7 separate regions of the Mus musculus genome follow, and all the other regions are linked to region 2. The links are chromatin contacts, called in public Hi-C, HiCAR-type, HiChIP or PLAC-seq and promoter capture Hi-C maps. All regions are on one chromosome and are shown on one strand. The core of a region is the stretch at or near the end of the contact, and the rest is flanking DNA. Distances in the headings are between cores, read along the strand shown. Region 1 holds the start of Hsdl1 (hydroxysteroid dehydrogenase like 1). Region 2 holds the start of Gcsh (glycine cleavage system protein H (aminomethyl carrier)). Region 3 holds the start of Klhl36 (kelch-like 36). Region 4 has its middle 8.7 kb from the start of Gm30107. Region 5 holds the start of Mbtps1 (membrane-bound transcription factor peptidase, site 1). Region 6 holds the start of Meak7 (MTOR associated protein, eak-7 homolog). Region 7 holds the start of Nudt7 (nudix (nucleoside diphosphate linked moiety X)-type motif 7).

Region 1 (2,817 bases), core at 312-2,811, 2.6 Mb after region 2:
CATTCAGCATACGGTCACATGTATAAAGCGTGTTTGCAATAAGGAAATCCAGAGACACAGAAAACACAAGGGGCAAGATGAGCCCAAACTGCAGCCCATGAGGTGGAATCCCTTTTTGTGGTTGTGGAAATTATCTGGAAATAGGGCGGTGAAACCTACCTAACTACAAAGTTCTGAATTGTACATTTCAAAATGGCTAAAATGATGGATCTCGTTACATGAATTTTGCCTCAATTAAAAAAATATGCACTGGGGACTGGTTAGATGGCTCAGCAGATTGTTTTTGCTGTGCAAGCTTAAGGACCTGAGCTGAGGTCCCCAGCAGTATCTAAGAGTGGGTATGTAAGCAGAACCAATTTGTAATTTCAGTATTGGGAAGAAAGGAGCAGACGAGAGGACCCTGGGGGCCAGTCAGTCAGTCAAACATAAAGAAAACTCTTGAGTTCTGTGAGAGACGTTTTCTCGAAAAATAAGGTTGCAAGTGACAGACACTGACCCGTAGCCTCCACACCCACACATAAATAAACAACACTCCCCCCGCCCCAACACACACACACACCCTCCACTGATAAAGTAACGTTGGACATGGCGCGTCTGTAATATTTTAGCAATGACTAGGGTCACTCTGAAAAAGCCATCCCACCCTTGGGAATGAAGTTACAACACCACCACCTGTAAAAAGCGGCTAACGCTTCTCCCCTACAACGAGAATTCGATGAGGTGACGCATAAAAAGCATTTGCAACAGTGCCTTCCCGCCACCCCTCAATAAACCGGAGCCACTAGGCAGGATCATCGCTCAGGGTTCGATGCTAGCGACCCCTATTCGTACTGACCCGAGTTTATGAAGAAGCTAAGAGCGCTGTCCCCGCGGCTTCACTTTATCCCCTTCCTCAATCGCACCCGGGTGTACTACACAAGAGGAAGGAAACGGACGCAACGACATCCCAGGATCTCAGCGAAGGCTCGGCCCAGAGCCCTGGCAGGTGGTCGTTGAGACTCCCCGTGGGAACCCGAACCCGCTGCGGTCACCGCCCAGGGGTGCGGCTGAGTCCTGGTAGCAGAACAGGGACTCCCTGCTAGTGTCCCATCCCTCCCCAGTGGCGCCGGGCACGGCCCAGCGACTCTGCAAAACCCACCGGGCTCTGCAGAAGCTGCGCGCTTTCTTCAGCAGCGCGGCCATTCTGCATCAGTCCTGAGACTTAGAACCTACTTAGACCTAGCGACCAGGAATAAAGGAGGATAAAGAGACACCGACAAAAGGGCCGTCCCGGGGCGTGTCGCCTGTGCGAGCCTCCTGCCGAGGACCAGGCCCGGGACACCTGCTCAGGGAGCTGAGCGGCTGCCTAGAGCGCGGAACCAGAGTTCCCCGCTACGGGGCGCGGCGGGGGGGAGGGCGTTCCCGAGGGTCGGGGTCCAGGGGGCGTGGCCAGGGACGGAAGCGGGGCGCGAGGGGCGTGAGGGGCGCGGGCGCAATACCTGCAGCGAGAGGCGCGGTCTCCGAAGCCCGTCCCGCCCGCTGCCCGCGCGGCCGCCGCCCCGGGACACCACCGCAGGTCCGCTACCCACGTGATCCGCGCACGCGCCCGGGTGCAGTTTCCCCCGTGGCCCCCCCTCGGCTAGGCCCGCCCTCGGCGGCGTAACTGACTGCGCGTGCGCACTGGTTGCCGCGGCGACCGGGAAAGCGTTGGACAGCCAACGACGCGGACCGTAGAGTATTAGGGCTGAGTGGTCGGGCCAGGAGTGAGCATGCACCCCGAAGTCTCTGAGCCGCCGGTGGACAGCGTGGCGGAGCCCAGTCTGGAGGAGTCGGCAGGCGATCACGGCGACGCGGGGCCAGGGATCCGTAAAGAAGGTGCCTTAGCGCTGGGAAGCCAAAGGGGCGAGGGCTCGTGTCCCTCACACATGCCCATTTCACTCAGCTGGGGACAACCAGCACCCCTCACACATACCCATCCATACAGCTACAAGAACAGCACCTTTATTGATATGATCAATCCAGTACATATAGAAGACCCATTATTTATTCCATGATAATTTATTAGATACCTTCCTGTGGCTGGGAATTGTTTGCAATGAGTGTAAGACACAGTTCCCAAACAGTGTTCAGCGTCATTCAACAAACCACAAGTACAGAGAGTTCATCAGCTCTTGACGTTACATTTATCTAAGGCTTCTAGAGGCGCCTTGCAGGGTAAAAGTGCTTGCAACACAATCCTCCAGACCTGAGTTTGAATCTCAGAAGTACATACATGCAGAGGTTAAGATCAACCATGTGATTGCTGGGACTTGAACTCTCGGAACCTTCTGTAGAGCAGTCAGTACTCTTACCCGCTGAGCCATCTCTCCAGGCCCTGGAAAATGTCTTTCATATTTAATAGTGTGCACAGGGTTCTAACATCCAAGGAGAGACCAGCCCAGAACAAAGCTTGCTTCTTTTACACAGGTTTGAGCGATCAAACTGATCACACCCTGTTCTTGTGTGTGCTTTTATCAGTGAGTTGTTTTTATGTTGCCGCCCCTAAGTTACACTTTGAGCAATTAAACACGTTTACAGGAGTGGGAACTGTAGGTGCTCACACCTGGCAAAAGGGGTAGGGGGGAGATTTACACAGCAAACTGCATCACAGTTATCTCTGAACCAAAGTGGGGAGAGACAGAGCTCTTGCCCTGTCCCAGAGCTGCCCTTCTGCTGTCCCTGGTAAGAGAAATGGGCTTGCGGGCTGGAAAGTTGGCTCAGCGGTTAAGAACACTGACTGCTCTTCCAAACGTCCTGAGTTCAATTCCCTGCAACCACGTGGTGGTTCACAACTATAAT
Region 2 (3,073 bases), core at 517-3,016:
AGACTGGGGGGGGGGGGGGGGGCGGCACACCTAAATCCCAGCACTCAGAGAGGAAGAGGCAGGTAGACTTCTGTGAGTTCTAGGCCAGCCTGATCTACAGAGAGAGAGAGTTCTAGAATAGGGAAGATTACACAGAGAAACCCAGCCTTGAGAAAACAGAAACAAAACCCCACCATGGTTTGGGGCCTCAGAAAATCTGAGCTGAAACTGAAGATACTGCATTCTCAAACACAATAGCTTGCTTAATATGGGTCAGTGGTGCTATCTGGCACTACACACTAATAGTTAATAAAACTATTCACTGCTAATATGTCAAGCTGCAGGTGACAGGACGACTTCCCAGTAACTCTGAGGTAGCTATTGCCTCGCCTCCACTGTTCTAATGCAGGGCACTGGGGTTCTGAGAAGTTGAGAGACTGTGCCCGAGACCACACAGCTCTAAGAGGAAAAACCAGAATTGAATAATGTCTGTGTTTCAACAAGCACAAGGCTCTGCACCCTGCATAATAAGTGTGCACAATTCTGCCAGTTCAAAGAGGGTAAAAATGAAAAGAACCTGAGTAGTTAAGCAGACCGTGGGAATTGACACATTAGGCAATATTTAACCAAATACCTGGAACTCAGTATGTAGCTCCAGCTGCCCTCGGCCTCACAGCGATCCTCCACCTCAGCAGTGCTGACACGGTTACCGGTGGAAGCCACCCACCATGCCTGGTTTGAAACGGACTGCTTATTTGAGCATTTCTTTACCCTTGTACTCCAGTCAATAACGGTCTGGTGTGTGAAAAACTGGAGAAATTTTAGCAAGAAAGGAAGAAACGTGGCACTCCACACCGAGGAATAACGTGATCAACATTTTGAGTTCCACAGATTTCTGACCCACGGCACTCGCTGAGAGCAGCCGTTCCGATTTGTGCTGCCTGAGTAAGGTCTCCACTACTTGCACATAAAACTGTTTCCCAGCTAACTGTGCAAACGCGTACAATGGGCAGGTCTCCCAGCTATTTCCAGTCCGTCAAACCAGGCTCGTTTGAACCCCAGTACACATCAATGACTCAGACGTTAGAACTTTTCCTGCTGTCTGTAGTTCACAGCTAAAGCTTCCTCACTACGCTTGATTTTGCGGGGGGCGGGGGAGAGAGTAAAAAGCTTATTTCTGTTACTCTGACTTTTCATTCATCTGTATATGCATTCTGCTAAATTTTAGTATGTGTTTCTGCTTAACTTCACTTCGCAGTTCCTCGTAAACAAACTGCTGTTAGGTTCCACAGCAAACCTAAGTGCTCCCCACATTTAGGATCTCGGTGCACCTAAAAGCAAGCTCAGCCCGGCACGAGTGGCCGGTTTACCTGCGGGTCCAGCCGTCCTTCCCTCCCAGCTCCACCTTTCTACCCCGGGTTCAAAGTTTGCTCCTGTACTCTCCCGCCTACTTAGGGAGAAAGGCCGCAGAACCAGGATCCCAAGAGCGAGAAGCGTGGGTAGGGCTATAGGTCGGTCCGGCCAGGAGGCTTGGGAGTAGGGCGGGCAGGAGCGGTGACCACGTGCCCTGCACTTACCCGACAGCAAAGCAGATCCGGTGCGCAGTGAGCGGACGGCGGCGGCGCTCGGTACACAGGGCCGCGGCGAGCAGAAGGTCAGGGCGGTGCGCAGGCTGTAGGCCACAACCCGCAAGCTCCTCGACACTTGCAGCGACATGGTCAGAGGTCCGGAGGGTAACTGCGCTTCGCCTCCGCCACCGGGCCGGTGGGGACGGGGTGGGTCCAGAGTAAGCGGAGCACCCAGGCCCGGGGGCGGAGCCCGGGAGAGGCGCGCTCTGATTGGACATCTTGAAGGTTCCACTTCGGATAGGACAACCCGCGCGAGGGGCGTGTGCATGTGGAGGCGCTGAGGCCCGGATGGGGCTGTGTGAGAGGCGCAGATTGGCTGGGCAGGGAGGAGGCGGGGCCTCACTGGAGGGCGGAGAGTAGAATCTTGCGAATAGAAGCTCCAAGTCCGCAATCTAGGAGTTGCCCTGAACTGCATCGCTGCAGGGGCCAGAGAAAGATTCCAGCAAGGATGGTTTTGCTGGGCTAACGCAGTCTCATGCCACTAAGCCAAAAAGTCCTACGGAAGATGAGGTGCCGCCAGGCCCTTAAAGCACACAGTTACGCCTAACTGCACAAGGTCACCCCCATGGGATTCATTTAAGACCGTTCTAGGCATCAAACCCTGTTTCAAAGAAAGAAAGAGGGAGGGAGGGAGGAAAGAAAAAGGACAGAAAGAGAAAAGGGAGCCGGGCGTGGTGGCGCACGCCTTTAATCCCAGCACTCGGGAGGCAGAGGCAGGCGGATTTCCGAGTAAGGAGTTGTCCATCCTCGGAGTTATCAAGTCAGGGACCTCCATTCCTTATGTTCACTGTCAAGGGAAATGGGTTGGCACCACCAAGACAAAACAGGATTTACCCTGAGGTGGCTGCAGATGTCCTTGGAGAGGGAGAGAAGGCTCCCTGAAAAGGCTCAGTGTCCCTTAGCCAAGAGAAAAGCGTAGGATGTACTGGGGGCAGGGAACCCAGAGTCTGTACAGTGGATGAGGGGAAGGGCGGAACAATATATACTAGAAGCTGTACCAGACATTCAAGCCAAACTAGGGCTGCTGGTGGCAAGGAAGTAGCAGTTAGATAAAAACTCTGGTAGATGACAAAGGTGGTGAGCTTCCATGATGGCCAGCTTCATCTACACCCCCCTGAGCTGAGACAAAAGCCCGGTACCTTAAAAACGGGTGGTACCTTTTAAAATGGGCTGTTTCTTCTCCTGCCAGCCCAGCCAGCCTCCTGCTCAGGGACTGGCTCAAGTAGTTCAAGGCCACATCAGGACCGGCTTACACTTGTAGGCCAGCCAGTGATCCTGTCTTTTCTTTAAACTGACCAGCCCTATAGGGAAGACTCTACAGAGCCAGCAAACAAACAAAGCAACCCAACCCTCAAGAAGAGATTCCAGCCTGGTAGCTGCATGCAGCTTTAATCCTAGCACTCAGGGACAGATCTCTGAATTCAATGTCAGCCTGGTCTATAGTGAGTTCCAGAACAGCCAGGGCT
Region 3 (2,700 bases), core at 37-2,536, 2.9 Mb after region 2:
TAGGTAAATTTAATAGATAATAGGCATAAATGTATACTCTCATGGTATACAACTAACAATATTCTCATTTCAAAACTTTTTTATCATCTTCCCCCAAAAGTCCCTAATTTTCCTTTGTTAACGGTCCCAACCCCCTCACCCCTGGCATCCTCTACCATGCTTCTTGGCTCTCCCGCTTTCCTGTTTGAACGTTTTACTTATGCATTTCGTTTTCAAGTGGTTTGCTTTTCTGAGACGTCTCTCTGTGAAGCCCAGGCTGGCCTTGAACTCTTTATCTTCCTGCTTCAGCCTCCCAAGAGCTGAGATGACAGCTGTGTGCCACCAAATGCAGCTGGGAGTGTCCTTCGTGTCTAGATTCTTTCACGTAGAGGAACCTCTTCAAGGTTCTTCCAGGCTATGAGTGACGTTTGATAACTATTAGATGAATTAACAATGATCTAAGATCAACAGATGTTTACTGAGAGGGTATGTACCTGCCATAAAAGCCCAGCAAGGATTGTAACGTTTGTTGGACAGCTTCGAGTGGAGAAGAAAGAGACAGAGAAAAAGAGAGCCGCAAAAGCTCTAGAGAGTGAGAGAACGAGAGAGTGAGACAGAGACAGAGAAACAGACAGGCAGAGGAGAGGGAGGGAAGAAAAAGGAAAGAATTATTTAAAATATTTTGAATCGACTTGGTCAAAGTTGAGGGGAGTGGTGGTTGAGGCTCTGGGTTTAATCTCCTGAGCTTGGGGGGGGGGGGGCAAGTAATAATAATAGACTGGGATAAAGGTATGGAGAAAGCAGAAAGCGGGCCAGAGTGTAGGGGGTGTGGCTGTTAGCAGAGTAGTCAACAAAGGCCTCTTGACAGAATCAGTGAGCAGAAGCCAAGGGAAGATGAGGAGGATACAGCCTTCCCGGAGTTCCCGACCCACCCTGAGGTTTGTCCCACGGAGCCACCTCATATCCTGGAGCCTGGGACGTGGGCGCCAGCAAGCTTCTGCGGCGCATGCCTGACCTACTTAGGGGACAGCCAGGCACCATCAATAGTAAGGGACCCTGGGTGTCTCTTACAGATCTTGACCAGCTCAGCTCCTTCCCATCCACAGACCCCGCCCCTAAGGCTACACCTCCTGCCTCCCGCCTCCTCAGGCCCCGCCTCTGAAGCTGCACTCCGCCTTCACAGGCCTGCCCCTCAGGCGAGGCTCCGCCCCTTATCCTGCAGACCCCGCCTTTCGCCCGCCTGCCGGCCCCGCCCCCCAGCCGCCATTGACAGTGTAGGCTCGCACTTCCTTGCAGAGGGATGGCTGCGCTTCGGGCGGGCCCGGTAGCCCCGCAGTGTGCGCTGCTCTGGTAGCGGCTCGCAAGCGGGCGCGATCCGGGCTCGCGGGTGCACAGGTGCGGCCCACGCCTCCCTCGGCGCCTCAGCACCTTCGGGGCGGGACGCGGGACGGTGAGTGCCGCCTGGGCTCCGTGCTGGCTCCCGGGGATCCCGGGTGGGGGGGCTCTGGCTCTGCACCTTCACCACACCTGCTTGCACGCAGCTAGGCGCCACAGACATGGTCCGGGAGACTAAGGCGAGCCTGGCACTGGAGAACTCTCTCTAGATTCCTTGGCCTAGAAAAGAAAGCTTCCAGACAGTGAGGAACTAGAGACCTGGCTGGCCGCCCTAAGTAGATGGGCAGAGAGGGTATCTATGTTTTCCTGTCTGTGACCTTGGGTGGGCCCCTCGGCCACCTGCCCACCCACGGTGCGATTTTAGCCCTGTGGGAACAGTGGTGCCCATTCTCACACCGCCAAGGTGAACCGGGAGAATCAGGGGTATGCAGTAATTAGATGCTGATTGGTACCTTTCTCTCTGGGCCCCCAGCAGCTGGGAGAGTTCCTGCCTGGATACAGCTTAGTCACAAAGTTACTAGTTTTCTGGAAAAGATTCAGTTGTGTCTTCTTTCCCAGAGAGAGCGGAACAGGATGGAATGTCCGGACTTCTTCCTCCATGGGAACACTGGAGCCCCCTCGCTCTCCCCATTTATCTCAGAACCAGCTGACTTATCTTTAGCAGAGACTCTTTGTTCAGTAGGAAACAAAATGATTCTTCGTGTGGGTTCAGCAGAACTGGGAGGGGGGGGGAATTTGTCTTGTAGCTCCAGCCCATGTTGGTTTTATAAGGAAAAGGGGGTAAAGAATTGAGACAGGAAAAGACAGACTCTTCTCCACGGGCTGTTAATGAAACAAGCGAGAGGCTGCACTTTCCAGCCTTCTAGAAAGAGAGGGGCTTTTGGGAGGAGGGAGGCTTTGGGAGTTGTAAGTAGGGGACTTGCAGGTGTTAGCTCCCACCCCAGAAGATAGAGGGATAAGCAGAATTTCTCTGAATTTAGCCCAACAGGTTTATTCCTAACTGGGTGTCCCCTGCCAGTGTCCGCCTAGACTTCCAAGTCCTCCAAAGCCTGCCTCATAGTTAAAAGACTATGGGACATCGTGTGTCAGGTCTATAGATTTGATCAGAAAGGTCAGCACAGCAGTATTGCTCGTGTTTGTGTGAGAGCACAGACCTCAGGGGAGGTTTCTCCTTGTGGATTCCTCCCTCCTATGACCAGACAGTACAGCTGTGGGCGCAGAGGAACCGGAGGCCCTGAACATCCTCCGACTGTTGGATGCTGTGTGGGCTGGGCTGTTTTACACACACACACACACACACACACACACACACACCGTTGTGACCTC
Region 4 (2,924 bases), core at 324-2,823, 2.9 Mb before region 2:
GGGTAAGGGAAGAAGGGAGAAAAGGGGAAGAGAAAGGGGTACAGATAGAAGGGAAGGAGGAAAAGAGGGAGATCTCACAGGCACTGTTAGCTGAGTCCAGCTCAGCCTTAAGTTTCTAAGAAAAGTGCAAGACTCTTCAGTGTTGGGTATGAGATATCAGGAGTTAGTGGCTCCACCCTACTCTCTCCACTCAAGGCCCTGAATATTGTAGAGCATGCTTTGCAAAGGATAAATGGTTGATGCACACGGTTTGGAGCTGTCTCTCTTTTTTCCATTTCACAGTGGCTCATGAGAAGAGGGAGTATCCTGGTGTCGTGGCCAATGACATCCCGCTGTAACATAGGAGACAGAGTTTTCCTGAATGCTTCTGGGATGCATTCACCAGTGTTGTGTAACTAGCCTTGAGACTAGTAGCCCCTAGTGAATTCAACAGATGTCAGCTGCCATCTACTGGAGCATCTTAGGAAAAATGAATTGGGATTAGAGAAGGAAGGATAGAGTGCGAAGCTGAGATACTCCATATCTGATGCCCTGAACATAGTGACGCCATTGATTCTGGACTCGTGTTCATTACTGCTTTATCATTTTGCCTCAGGGATATTGGGAATGCTCTCCTTATTCCAGAAGGTTCATTGGATGTTGCTATGGAGATGGGAATTGCTCTGACATCTGCATGCACATGCACACACACACACACACACACACACACACACACACACCTCAGCCCTATCTGCTAGCTTTTCCAGTAAACACTTAATTACGTGTTGTACTCTACAATCAGTATGGTTGGAAGAGAGTTTGCTTAGCTGATTCCAGACTAAAGATGAGTTCTCCTTTGCAGGGAAATGCTTTCATAAGTCTGTGGAGTGTAATTTTAATAAGTGGAGTGAAATCTCTAAGCGTAGGTGAGAAAATCAGACAAATAAGAAGGCAAGGGATGGGGCTAATTGCTTCAGAAACCTTAGCTGTATAATAGCCTACCAGTATCACACAGACAAACTTTACTCCATGCTGGAAGCCCTGTTAATTCCGGAAGAAAGAAAGACGTTGCTACATCATGACCTTAGCAGGAAAATCAAACAATAGCAGAACAGACTTGGAGACTTATCTATCCAGGAGAAAGGCCTTATGCACAATATAACTCTTTGTTAGGTTGGAGATTGTCAACTCGAGAGTAAGCACCTTGGATCTGTGACTTAGTGTCATAATTATACAAAGATTATTGTTTCTGTTTATATAGACACATTTTTCGGTAGAGAGTCTGTAACCACACTGGTGAGTTATTATTGTCGACTTTCCTGGCTCAAGCAAGAATCACTATAGAACACAATTCCAGGACTGCCTATAAGGACTTTTCTAGGCCAGCTTAACTGAAGTGGGGAAATTCACTCCTCTCTCCTTCTTGACTGCAGATGCAATGTGACCAGCTGCTTTATGTCCCTGCTGTCATGCCTTCTTCACCGTGATGTACTGTTCCTTTCGACTGTGAGCCAAAAAAGCCCTTCCCTGAGCTGCTTTGGTGACATGTTTAGTAACCACAGTGAGCAAGGTGACTAATGTAACAACTGTGCCCAGAAACTGGGAAATCAGACCAAACAAGAAAAAGGACCAGTGATCAATACCCATGCAGTGGAAACCAGTCTGTCGTGCTCTGACGAAGCGTGCGTCACTGTCCCTCGTGATCTGTCAAGAAGAGGTTGTTTATAGGAAGCAACCCACCTCTAGTCTGTACTCTGAATTTTGGTACATACTTAAAATATTTTTTTTTCTCATTTGAAGAAACAAGTTCTAAGTTTAAACTTTCAAATAGGGATGGCATGACCCACAGTCAGTCAGTGCTCTAAGTCCCCAAACGCTGCATCCTGTGAACAACTTAGTTTTAACAAACTGGTTCAATTCACAGAAGCACTCGGGTGACAAAACCCTGTGAGGCAGATCACTGCCTGATTTGTCCTTTGTTGGGTACATAGGGTGTGCCAAGAATGCCCTTCCTTTCTCTTAGCTTTAGGATAGCCTTGTGTTTTCAATGTTGTTACTACAATGCAAAGGCAAGGGCTTGATCTAAGTGGAATCCACAACAGAAGCAACTTCAGGAATGAAGGCTGTGTTTAAGAAACATGTGGCAAGAATGTTTTTCCACTTCATCTTCATTGTTACCAATTCAATTATGAATAATCAAGTAGCCAATAAAACATGTAATCACTATCCTTGGACTCATGAGGTTAAATTACATATTTCTTATCATTACCTGGGGTTCTGTGGGGTCTAGAGAGGCCAGCTTACTTATTCTTCATGATGTCTGGATCACACGTGAGCTTGATTCTGTTGTCTAAAAGCTGCATGGTGGTAATCTCATGACAGCTTCTTTATGGAGCATTGGAACGCCTGCACGTGCTTGCTCATGTGTTTTCCCAAGGTTGTGTGACATCTTTTTCCTAGGACGATTTGACAGAAATGTTTCCTCATCCCAAGAAACTCATGACAGATCAAAGTAATGATATTACCAAGGTCTAACTTGTTGAACCAACATGTTTACTGACATTAGTTCCAAGAATAAAGGTGAAGGGTTACTCAACAGGAGCAGGAAACCCTCAAAGGCAGGGGCTTTGTATCACTGAAAGCCCTCCCCAGCATGAATGACAACTCATGAAATCTAGAACCCTGGAGCTTTTTGCACAACGCACAGGCATCTTGATGGGTCAGAATCTCTTTCCCAAAGCCTGGCTTGTCTAAGTTTCCTTAGCAGGCCTTACTGGTTATGTAACCTTAGGGAAAGTGGAACCTTCTACATCTGGCCAGTTTTAGGGACTTCCTAAGATTTATAAGTTGTTTATTTCCTGGTTCTTAATGAGCCTCCTAGTAGGACTTCCAGAGTCTGAGTGAACTTCCCTCCAGGATGGTATGTTTCAACTCAGAGGAAATTA
Region 5 (2,991 bases), core at 92-2,591, 2.6 Mb after region 2:
ACAGCACCAAGAATGAACAAGATCTGACCAGAAAACATGCTCCTTCATTCCCGAGGGGCGAGGGGGAGGCCTGCCAACACCGCATCACTTTTTAGATAGTAACAGCAAATTGTTGGTTATAAGGGGTGTTTAGAGACTGCAGGAGAGTCCTAATGAGCAAAAGTGCAGGTTCCAGTAGCCACTTCACCCTTACACTCAAAACAAAAACAAAAACCAAAAAGTCCACAAAAAATTAGCTCTGTGGCCAAATGTGTCACATACTGCAAGATAAGACCTTGGCAAAAGGTATTCCACATGAATAGGGGTAACTGTGGGCTATTAAACAACGGACTATCATTCAGCCGTAAAAGATGAAATACTGACTTACGCTACAACCATAAAAAAAGGTACTGGTTTATGCAACAACATAGATGAATTCTGGAAACAAGACACCAAAGGCCACATGCGACTCTTGACCCACTATTCCCAAAAAGCAAACCTAAGGAGACAGGTCCATCGGTGACTAAAATAGCAGACTAAAAATCGGTTCTAACCACAGCAGGGTACCGGGAGTCTGGGGAGTGGTTCTCAAAGCGGGCTGTGGTGCCGACTGAACTGCTCCGCAAGATGACACAAAGTCACAGGGCGGGACCACTTAATACAAGTGACCCTGTGATACATAGGACACTTTATAGAAATCACGGTCTTGCGTTTAAAAAATAACGGTAAGTGGTGTGGCGCTGTACGTCTTTAATCCCAGCGCCAGGCAGAGACGTGAGGATCAGGAGTTCAAAGCCAGCTTGAGCTACTCAGACCTTGTCTTAAATATTAACTTTTTCCCCCCCCGACTAGTTTTGCAGATTTTTATGCTTTTCTCTGTCCGGCTTTTTCATTCGCCTCCAAACCTAGGGGTTGCTAGCGAGGCTGATCCCAGAATGAAATCTTCAAGTGCTCCTCCCGTCCCTTCAAAGCGCCACTCAAAAACACCTACAGCAAATGCGAGTCCGAGCCGCGATGTGCACTGAGCTGCAGCTCGGTTCCCCGGGGCTCGCGACCGCAGGGCCCTGCGGAGGCGAACGGCGCTTGCGCACCGCGGCGCGCAGGCGCAGGCCAGGCCGCCGCAGCCGCCGCCGCCGCTCCGGGCCAATTTCTGGGGAAGCAGCTGCGGTAGCCGGCGGCCCCCGCGCGGGCAGCGGACGGCTGAGCCTAGGGCGCGTCCGGCTCTCGGCCGCCGCCGGCAAACGTACCTGCGTCCGCCTCAGGCTCGGGGTCGGCGGACCCGGGAGAACGGCGGCTCCGCCGCGAACACGCCTCGGGTCTCCATTCGGGGGATGTTTACTCGCAAGTCTCGCGAGACCACGCCGCTGGGGCGTGGGGGGGTTACGACGGCCCGGCGTGCTCTGCGCGCCCGCGACCTGCGTGCGCGCTCCTGACGGCCCGGCACCGAGGCGAGAGGCTGTGCGGAGCTCTCGCGACATTTGCGGTCTTGGGGGAGGGGTCGGGAAGGGGCGGAGCCGAGGGCGAGGCCAAATCGCCCTCTCTGGGTATATATAGGGAACCCTGGTGGTTTAGGTTTCTCCAGGTTTCCTGGCCTGGAAACTCAGGAAGGGTGCGAGCACCTTTGCGCGGCTGAAGTGGGACGGCGCCTATCCAATCTATGTGTTCTCCTGAACTACTCCCATGGCCCCAGTTTATTACTGCTGCCAGGAGGGTGCATCAGCATCTTGAGAAACAGGACGTTTGTAACACCAACTATTTACCATTTGGAACAAACAGGATCAAGGTGAATTTCGTCTGGTAAAACGCACTTGAGCAATTTAGCCACCTGTAGAACGGGCCCATTCTCAGCCTTAGTACTGAGCTGGATCGATCACTCTTGGCCCTGGCACAACCTAAGTGTGCTCGGGGACTGTGACTGAAGCAAACAGGATGGAGGAGACAAACCCTGAGTCCTAGGCTCATAAGCTCACCTTGGCTGCCAAACCTGGTATGGAAACTGGGTTTTGCATTGGGACCTCCAGCCGAGCAAACTCAAGAAAAGGGGATCCGGACCCAGGATTTAGGTCAGGGTATGGAGGGGACCTTGTGCAGCACTCTTGTGTTTTCCCTCAGGTGTTCAGTCAGAAGAGTGCATGTAAGAGGGGACAGTACTCTTGTATAGGAGCCAAGTTTCCATCCCAGAACCTGCTCACTGTAACTTCAGCTTCGGAGGGATCAGGTTTTTGGCCTCTGAGGGCACCTGCACGCCTATACATAATCCTACACAGACATACAAACGAGATTTTAAAAGGGCGGTTCTGAGACAGTAGCCCCACACATTGAAAAGGATAGACCGCATTTATTCCCAGGTTCCAGAATCCTATGGATAACCCATCATTCCGGAAACTCGCTGTGGCAACCCCATTGCCTGCCCACTCTCTGCCCTGAGACTTGAATCTTGCTCTTGGCCTGATGTCTCCCTGCTGATTCGCCACACTCTCCCCAAGGTCTTCTGTCCTTCAGATGCCTGAAGCCCAGTAATTAGAAGACCCTTGCTGGCTCAGGAGAAGCTGGGAGCAATAAGTTGATGTCATAAAGGACCCATTAAGCCTGCATACAGTAGACTTTAGCTAAAGGAGTGCTCAGAGCTGAGTAGTGGACTAACCAGACTGTAGGAAAGAGATGGCTTTACCACAAATGTAATTAAAGTTTTGGTTTTCTGGGTTTCTGTTAAGATCACCACTGATTAGGGACAGGACAAATGGAGACACCCCCGGCCATTAGGAACACTCCCGTATCAAAGACCATGCCTCTGTTAGAAAGTTCAAAGCGGGTACTGGGTCACAACACCATTGAATCCCGGTCCTCATTAAGTCCAGGTTCTCGTATCAGGAAGAGCAATATTCTGCCAAGCGCACATGCTGACCCTGGCTAACAGCTGCCTAGGGGCTGTCTCAGAATAACTAGAGCAATTACTTTCCGTTGTAAATCTCCCACTTCAAACAACCAAACTTAGGAATTTTATCACCGTGG
Region 6 (2,796 bases), core at 107-2,606, 2.8 Mb after region 2:
TGCAGCAAGAATGATTCTCGGGGGGGCCCATGCTCTCCCTTTAGGCTGCAAGCTCTGTCATGGGGCCAGCAATCTGTCAGCTTCCCGGAGAAAGGTCTTGCATGTGTCAGGGGCAGGTTCTGTCCTCCATGGGGACACCTTGGTCCATGGGGTAGCTTTCCCCTGGCAACTATGTCCACCTTTCTTAGGTGAAGACATCTTTCAGTGACTGTAAGGTCACTTGTAGCAGTGAGTATCAGCCTTGTGACCCAAAAGAGACACTTGCCAAGGATCAAAGCCATTTTTCTTATCAGAAAGCGGGGGTGGGGGGGTGGGGGGGATGTGGAGAGACCCTTTAAAGGTCACCCACAGCCCTGACCATTCTCCACACAGGGCCTATGAGCTCTACAGTCTCAATCCATACACAGGTGGCCATTCCAGACAGTTTTTGTATAACAATGGGCTTTCCCACCTGGGCACAATCAAGGGGAAGCCTTTGCCCGACCAGATCCAAGTCTCCTGAACCCACCAGTGAGCTTCCTTGAACATTCCAGTCTCCGCAACAGTCTATCCTCAACACTCTACTGCCCCTAATAGCTAAACACGTCCTTCCTCCTCCCCCCAACCAGGTGATCCATTTCGGGAGGGGGCCCTCTCCCCAACAGTGAAGTCCCATCACCAAGTCACTAACCCATGGTCTTAAAAGGAGTTTAGCTTGCCGTGCTTTAATAAGCTTGGGTGAATCGTTTAACATCGCCACCTGGTTCTGCTTTCCAGAAACCAAAGACAAACACAGATGGACCCTGGAGAATAAAAAGGGCTCCTTGTGTCACGAAGAATGTGGCGAGCCAGCTCTTTGCAGCCCCAAGCTCCTGGTGGCAGGCTGGAGTGTGCCTCGGACAATTTCCCATGGGGCCTCCAAGAGATCGTGACACACTGTCTGGTTCCTGGGGTCAACACCCCATCAGAACAGCCACACCAAGCCCATGTCCAAGTCCTGGAGCCTACTGGGTCTGCAGCTGGCAGCCCTCCATCTGTCCCAGCCCCCCTCAGGAGTGCAGGCCAGGGCACCTTCCTCGCCTCCCCCTAAATTGGTTTTGAGCTTGCCTCTGAAGGAACTCTATTGGGTTCGTCTCGGAAAACAAGGCAGGCCCACGGATCCCTTCAGAGCCCAGCTTCACCCCATCCCAGGCACTCTCTGCTTCTCTGACAGTAGCCTGAGACAGTAGCTTCCTTGGGGGCTGCTCAGGCCACCCCGAAGGTCTTCCTTCCTTCCTTGAGCTATGCCCAGCCTCGCCCGGGCTCCCTCCCTCCGGCTCACCAGCCTTGGTCTACAGGGACCGAGCTCCTTCCGGTACGTCCTGGGCAGCAAGGTTGCCCGGGTCGCCCAGCCCTTTCCCTAGCAACGGCGCTGACGGACGGTCATGAGCACCAATTGGAAAAGGGCTACTGAGAGGTGGAGCCCGAGTCAGATCTTAACCAATGGGATTGTAGTTCACGGGGAGTGGGCGGAGCCTGGGATCGAAGAACTGAGCCTGTAACAGCGGAACACTTGGGGATGGTTGACAGTTGCTCAGGTTCTGCAAAGGCTGAAGGAGAACTTGGGCTTTAGGAGGTGCTAGGAAGCTGCTGAAGGGCTGGAAGCGGATCAGGGGGTTTAAATGCAGGGAGCGGATAGAAGGGAGCAATGTGGGAGGCTGGGAACAGGGGCACTGTGAACAGAAGGCCTGAGCTGGGACTCGCCCCCCAGAACTAGGGTGGAAAATCTGACCTCCTTACCTCCTGAAGTCCATTGCGTTAGCCAATAGAGCACTTGACACACAGAAGCAGATGCCGGCCGGTCTTGTCCCCAGGAGTGGGATAGCTTGCTATCAGCCCTACCGGGCCTTTTCTGGTGTCGGAGACAGACACAACAGAGGTAGGTCCCAGAATTCTCAGCAGAGACGAACCCACTGTCGCTGCCTGCAAACCCCACCGTCCGAGTGGCACAGAGGAACTCCTCCCAACCCCCCAAAGTAACAGAAGCTGCTGTCTGAAATTGTAGCTGGAAAAATGACACCAGAGGCCGGAGAGGTGGCAGAGTCCTTAAGAACACTTGCTGCTCTAACAGAGGACACAGGTGAACCCACACTTCAGCTCAGGCCTGCTTGTAACTCCAGTTCCAGGGGATCCGACGCCCTCTTCTGGCCTCCAGAGACATTGCACACACGGTGCACATAAAGCAAAACACCACACATTATTATTAGTATTATTAGTATTATTATTTAATTATTGTGACACCAGCCCGGCTGAGTGTAGTGGCATACACCTGTAATCTCAGCACTTCAAGAGGCTTAGACAGGGGCATTGCTGCAAGTTTGTGGCCAGCCTGGTCTACACAGTGAGTTCCAGGCCAGCCTGGGATACAGAGAGTGGAAGTTTTGAAAAGGCGAGTAGAAGAGAGACAGCAAAAGAAAACGGGCAGCTAGCTCCCCCTAGTGGATTGAAGTCACATGTCCACCAGAAGCCATCTGCCTTTCGCTCAGCCAAGCTCCACCTAGCGTTTGTTCCCAACATTCCACGGCCATCTTAACACCAAGACACCTTGAATTGACTTGATCCCCCACCACCACCCTCCTATGAGCCCCTAGGAAAACGACCAGTCAGTGGGCAGAGCCTCGAGCTGAAGTTGGGCTACAAGGGCCATCATGGAGGAGTGAGGCTGAGGCAGCCAGGACAGCCTTTGAGTCCTCCAGGGCATCATGGGTCACCAGTCTGTGACATATGAAAATGTGTCAGGCTCCTTTCCTCCCCTTAGTGCCTACTCCTTCATTCAGT
Region 7 (2,967 bases), core at 397-2,896, 2.9 Mb before region 2:
TCGGAGGACCAGAGTTCAGTTCCCAGAATGCACATCAGGCTGCTTATATGTCTATAATTCTAGCATGCATACAAACAGACATACCTATATACATAAATAAAAATAAATGTAAAATCTCGGGAACTGTGGTACAACTGTTCCCTTAGCTATAATGGGATTCTCATGAGTTCTGAGTACTCTTGTTTTTATGGAATTATTCTTTCATTAAAAAAATAATATAATATACAATGAATTATATTTTTTTACTATACTGATGTAGGGATGAATTCAGTTTTTGACTCATTCTTATATATTACTTAATTTTACATTCAATTTCTTTGAATTTTAAGAGAAGAAAAGAAAAATAAAAAAGAAGTAGAAGACATGAATTGGGGAGGCAGATGTGGTTGGGGGTTCTGGGAGGAAAATGGAGGGGTATGGAAGGTGGGTGTTATTGTAATCACTTACAATAGATACATTGTACTCATGTGTGACATTAGGGAAGGATATATGAATTGTAAAGCCCATCATTAAGTTTGTGTGTCAGACACTATGCCAGTCTTTGGAGAAGCCTGCCTTGCTCCCCTCTCCCCCCCCCCCCCCAGTCTCAGTTCCGGCCAGCCTCCCCGCTCAGCTCACACTCTCTCTCAGCTCTGTGTGAGGTGATGGAGCTCTCCCATTGCTAGGCAGTTCATCCCTGAAAACAGGTGCAGGTGTCAGACAGCAGCATCTACCTACACTGGGGACCTGCCACCCTCCTGGGACTTAGTAGGTGTGTGCTTCTGGGCAGTCTGCATTGCAGCAGGACACTGGAGACATTGATACTGGGGTGGGGGTGGAGGTGTGGAGAGCTACATGTTAGACACTCTCTTTTGGCCAGGAGTGAGGAGCTCGGCCTGGTTTTCCAAGCCCCCAACTCTCCACCCAGCCTCCTTTTCCCCTCCCAGCCTCTGAGCCTACCTACCTGAGTTTCATTCCTGGAACTCACAGGGTGGAAGGAGAGAACTGGCTCCTGAAAGTTGTCCTCTGATCTTCATACATATTCTGTAGCACACACACACACACACACACACACACACACACACACACACACACGCACGCACACACGCGCGCGCACACACACACACACACACACACACACACACACACGCGCGCACACACACACACACACACACACACACACTAGTAAATAAAATGTTTTGTTTTTGGTTTTTGGTTTTCGTTTTTGTTTGGTTTTTCAAGACACGGTGTTTCTCTATGTAACAGTCCTGGCTGTCCCAGAACTCACTTTGTAGACCAGGCTGCCCTGGAACTCAAGAGTAATCTGCCTGCCCCTACCTCCCAAGTGCTGGGATTAAAGGCATGTACCACCATGCCCGGCAAGCGTAATTAATTTTTAATTTTTTAAAATTAAGTACTTTTTACAACTGCTTATTGCAAATTTTCTCACATGCTCCATGGTTTTGAAGAAGCCCACGCTACTAGACAGCAATCTTTTTTTTTTTTTTTTTTTTTTAGTGTATTCAACACTTTAAATCCGGTCAGCACCACCTTCGGACCTAACTCCGCCCCGAACACGCCCTACCTATAGGCCCCGCCCCTAGCACTTCGGGCGTCTTTGAAGGGCCCCGCCCTCAGCCTCTCCTCCCTGAAAAGTCCCCGCCCTCATTCCTAGCTGGGGCTACTAAGCGCATGCGCGTCAGAACTATTTGCTTCCCGAAGTCTCCTGCTGCTAGTAAGAGGAAGTACTGCAGGGCTGATGTCGCGACCTTGTGGACTCCCGGAGCCTGTCAGGTAAAGCTCTCCGGCTCCAAGCACCGGAGCCTGACCAAGCCGGGCTCTGATCATTGCACAGGCCCTATCTATCCACCCTGCAGTTCAGGCTCCTCAGGGCTCCCCTCCAGCCGGAACTTTGCTCTTCTGCTCCTGGGGACAGAGTTGGGGTTTTCACCTAACAAGATTCACACACGCGCAGGCGTGTCCTCATCTCCCAGGGTCACAGCGTTTCCCTTTTGCCAATCCGAGTCACTCTTCAGGAACCCCCACAGCGGAACCTCAGAACCCCAACATGGCCAGACAGTTATGCATCAGCCAAACAGAGTTCAAGTTCCTGGGTGGCTTCTTCCACCCATAACCGAGGTTCTTGCTCAAGGCATTGCTGCTCCCAGCCTGGCCTCAGTACTACAAGGCTGTTCTGAGAACTCAACACAGAATGGGCCAGCCCTGCTCCTATTTTGATGGTATTGTCTCGACACAATTAGACTTTTATTTTCCTGCTGCCTCTGGGCAGTTCTAGGGGTTGTTTAAAAGCCTTCTTCCTCTTTGGCTGGCTAATTGTCTTTTCTGGACAGAGGCCTGTGAGTATCAGCTGTACTGTGTGCCAGCTTTCATTGGCCCTTTCCAGGACATTTGATTGGTTTGCAGCCAGCTCTCTGTCACATGGATGGGATGGGGCTTGTGGGGGGGGGGGGCGGTGTTTGAGAATAAGCAAACCCCTCTAACCAAAGGCTTGTTAAGGATGCGCTAGTGATTAACACTCACAGCTCAGGGCCACCTTGTTCATGAACTGGCCACTTTACCTGCACGGCTACCCTCGAGCAAGTTACAGATGAGGACTTCTCGAGGCTCCAGGAGATGATGGGTAGCCCAGGCTGATCTCAAACTTTCGGTAGTCGTTCTGCCTCAGCTTCTCCAAGCACTAGGAGGTTGCAGGTGTGAGCTAGTTACCGCACCCGGCTCCACCCAGCTTTTGAGATGGAATGAGTTCTGGCTGACCTAAACATCTGGTTTTGCACAGTCATACTGCGGAATAGTGAGAACTAATGTTACACTTTCTACAGCCACTGTGACAAAGTCCTACCAACTGGATGACTTGAGGAATAGCAATTAGCCTCTCTTGGGTCTGAAGGACCCATAATCAGGTCTGAAGTCCATAATCAAGGTATTAGCAGGCACACAATCAGAAGTCTCTGGGGATGTTCCATTGCC

What was found. Promoter capture Hi-C pulls out the DNA fragments that hold promoters and counts their contacts. A called contact is a pair of places that touch in the nucleus more often than the background predicts. HiCAR-type assays count read pairs that join an accessible place to other places. HiChIP or PLAC-seq counts read pairs in DNA pulled down with a chosen protein or histone mark.
Region 1: a promoter capture Hi-C map of cranial neural crest shows a contact between it and region 2. The contact joins the promoter of Hsdl1 here to the promoter of Gcsh in region 2.
Region 3: a HiCAR-type map of astrocytes shows a contact between it and region 2, with 5 times the contacts expected there. The contact joins the promoter of Klhl36 here to the promoter of Gcsh in region 2. A contact is called at or near these places in 4 of 39 promoter capture datasets (the C10 cell line, cranial neural crest, pre-B cells and 1 more) and 1 of 115 datasets of contacts at active chromatin or transcription factors (astrocytes).
Region 4: a contact with region 2 is called in a promoter capture Hi-C map of liver, with 5 times the contacts expected there. The contact joins the enhancer-like site here to the promoter of Gcsh in region 2. A contact is called at or near these places in 5 of 39 promoter capture datasets (the 3T3-L1 cell line, hippocampal neurons, liver and 1 more) and 1 of 115 datasets of contacts at active chromatin or transcription factors (astrocytes).
Region 5: a contact with region 2 is called in an H3K4me3 HiChIP or PLAC-seq map of embryonic forebrain, with 4 times the contacts expected there. The contact joins the promoter of Mbtps1 here to the promoter of Gcsh in region 2. A contact is called at or near these places in 1 of 39 promoter capture datasets (cranial neural crest) and 1 of 115 datasets of contacts at active chromatin or transcription factors (embryonic forebrain).
Region 6: a contact with region 2 is called in a Hi-C map of B cells, with 5 read pairs. The contact joins the promoter of Meak7 here to the promoter of Gcsh in region 2. A contact is called at or near these places in 1 of 39 promoter capture datasets (cranial neural crest) and 1 of 484 Hi-C or Micro-C datasets (B cells).
Region 7: a promoter capture Hi-C map of liver shows a contact between it and region 2, with 4 times the contacts expected there. The contact joins the promoter of Nudt7 here to the promoter of Gcsh in region 2. A contact is called at or near these places in 4 of 39 promoter capture datasets (the C10 cell line, hippocampal neurons, liver and 1 more).

Annotation. Positions count from the first base shown.
Region 1 is chr8:119,573,614-119,576,430 of GRCm38.p6, forward strand. It overlaps Hsdl1 (hydroxysteroid dehydrogenase like 1), which reads right to left and starts at 1,562. Exons shown (of 5, transcript NM_175185.5): 1 at 1,479-1,562. It overlaps Dnaaf1 (dynein, axonemal assembly factor 1), which reads left to right and starts at 1,622. Exons shown (of 12, transcript NM_026648.4): 1 at 1,622-1,854. The coding sequence starts at 1,749.
Region 2 is chr8:116,991,732-116,994,804 of GRCm38.p6, forward strand. It overlaps Gcsh (glycine cleavage system protein H (aminomethyl carrier)), which reads right to left and starts at 1,767. Exons shown (of 5, transcript NM_026572.4): 1 at 1,557-1,767. The coding sequence starts at 1,695.
Region 3 is chr8:119,861,019-119,863,718 of GRCm38.p6, forward strand. It overlaps Klhl36 (kelch-like 36), which reads left to right and starts at 1,287. Exons shown (of 5, transcript NM_146219.1): 1 at 1,287-1,429.
Region 4 is chr8:114,088,423-114,091,346 of GRCm38.p6, forward strand. No RefSeq gene overlaps it. Among named protein-coding and RNA genes, the nearest start is that of Gm30107, 8.7 kb to the left of the region's middle. Within about 2 kb of position 1,574, at least 3 of the 459 cell types and tissues checked have an H3K27ac peak or open chromatin away from gene starts, as enhancers often do. A contact at or near this core is called in liver, where this site is marked.
Region 5 is chr8:119,557,420-119,560,410 of GRCm38.p6, forward strand. It overlaps Mbtps1 (membrane-bound transcription factor peptidase, site 1), which reads right to left and starts at 1,342. Exons shown (of 23, transcript NM_001167910.1): 1 at 1,227-1,342.
Region 6 is chr8:119,777,060-119,779,855 of GRCm38.p6, forward strand. Meak7 (MTOR associated protein, eak-7 homolog) reads right to left here and starts at 1,357. Exons shown (of 8, transcript NM_028883.2): 1 at 1,301-1,357.
Region 7 is chr8:114,131,928-114,134,894 of GRCm38.p6, forward strand. It overlaps Nudt7 (nudix (nucleoside diphosphate linked moiety X)-type motif 7), which reads left to right and starts at 1,647. Exons shown (of 4, transcript NM_024437.4): 1 at 1,647-1,773. The coding sequence starts at 1,739.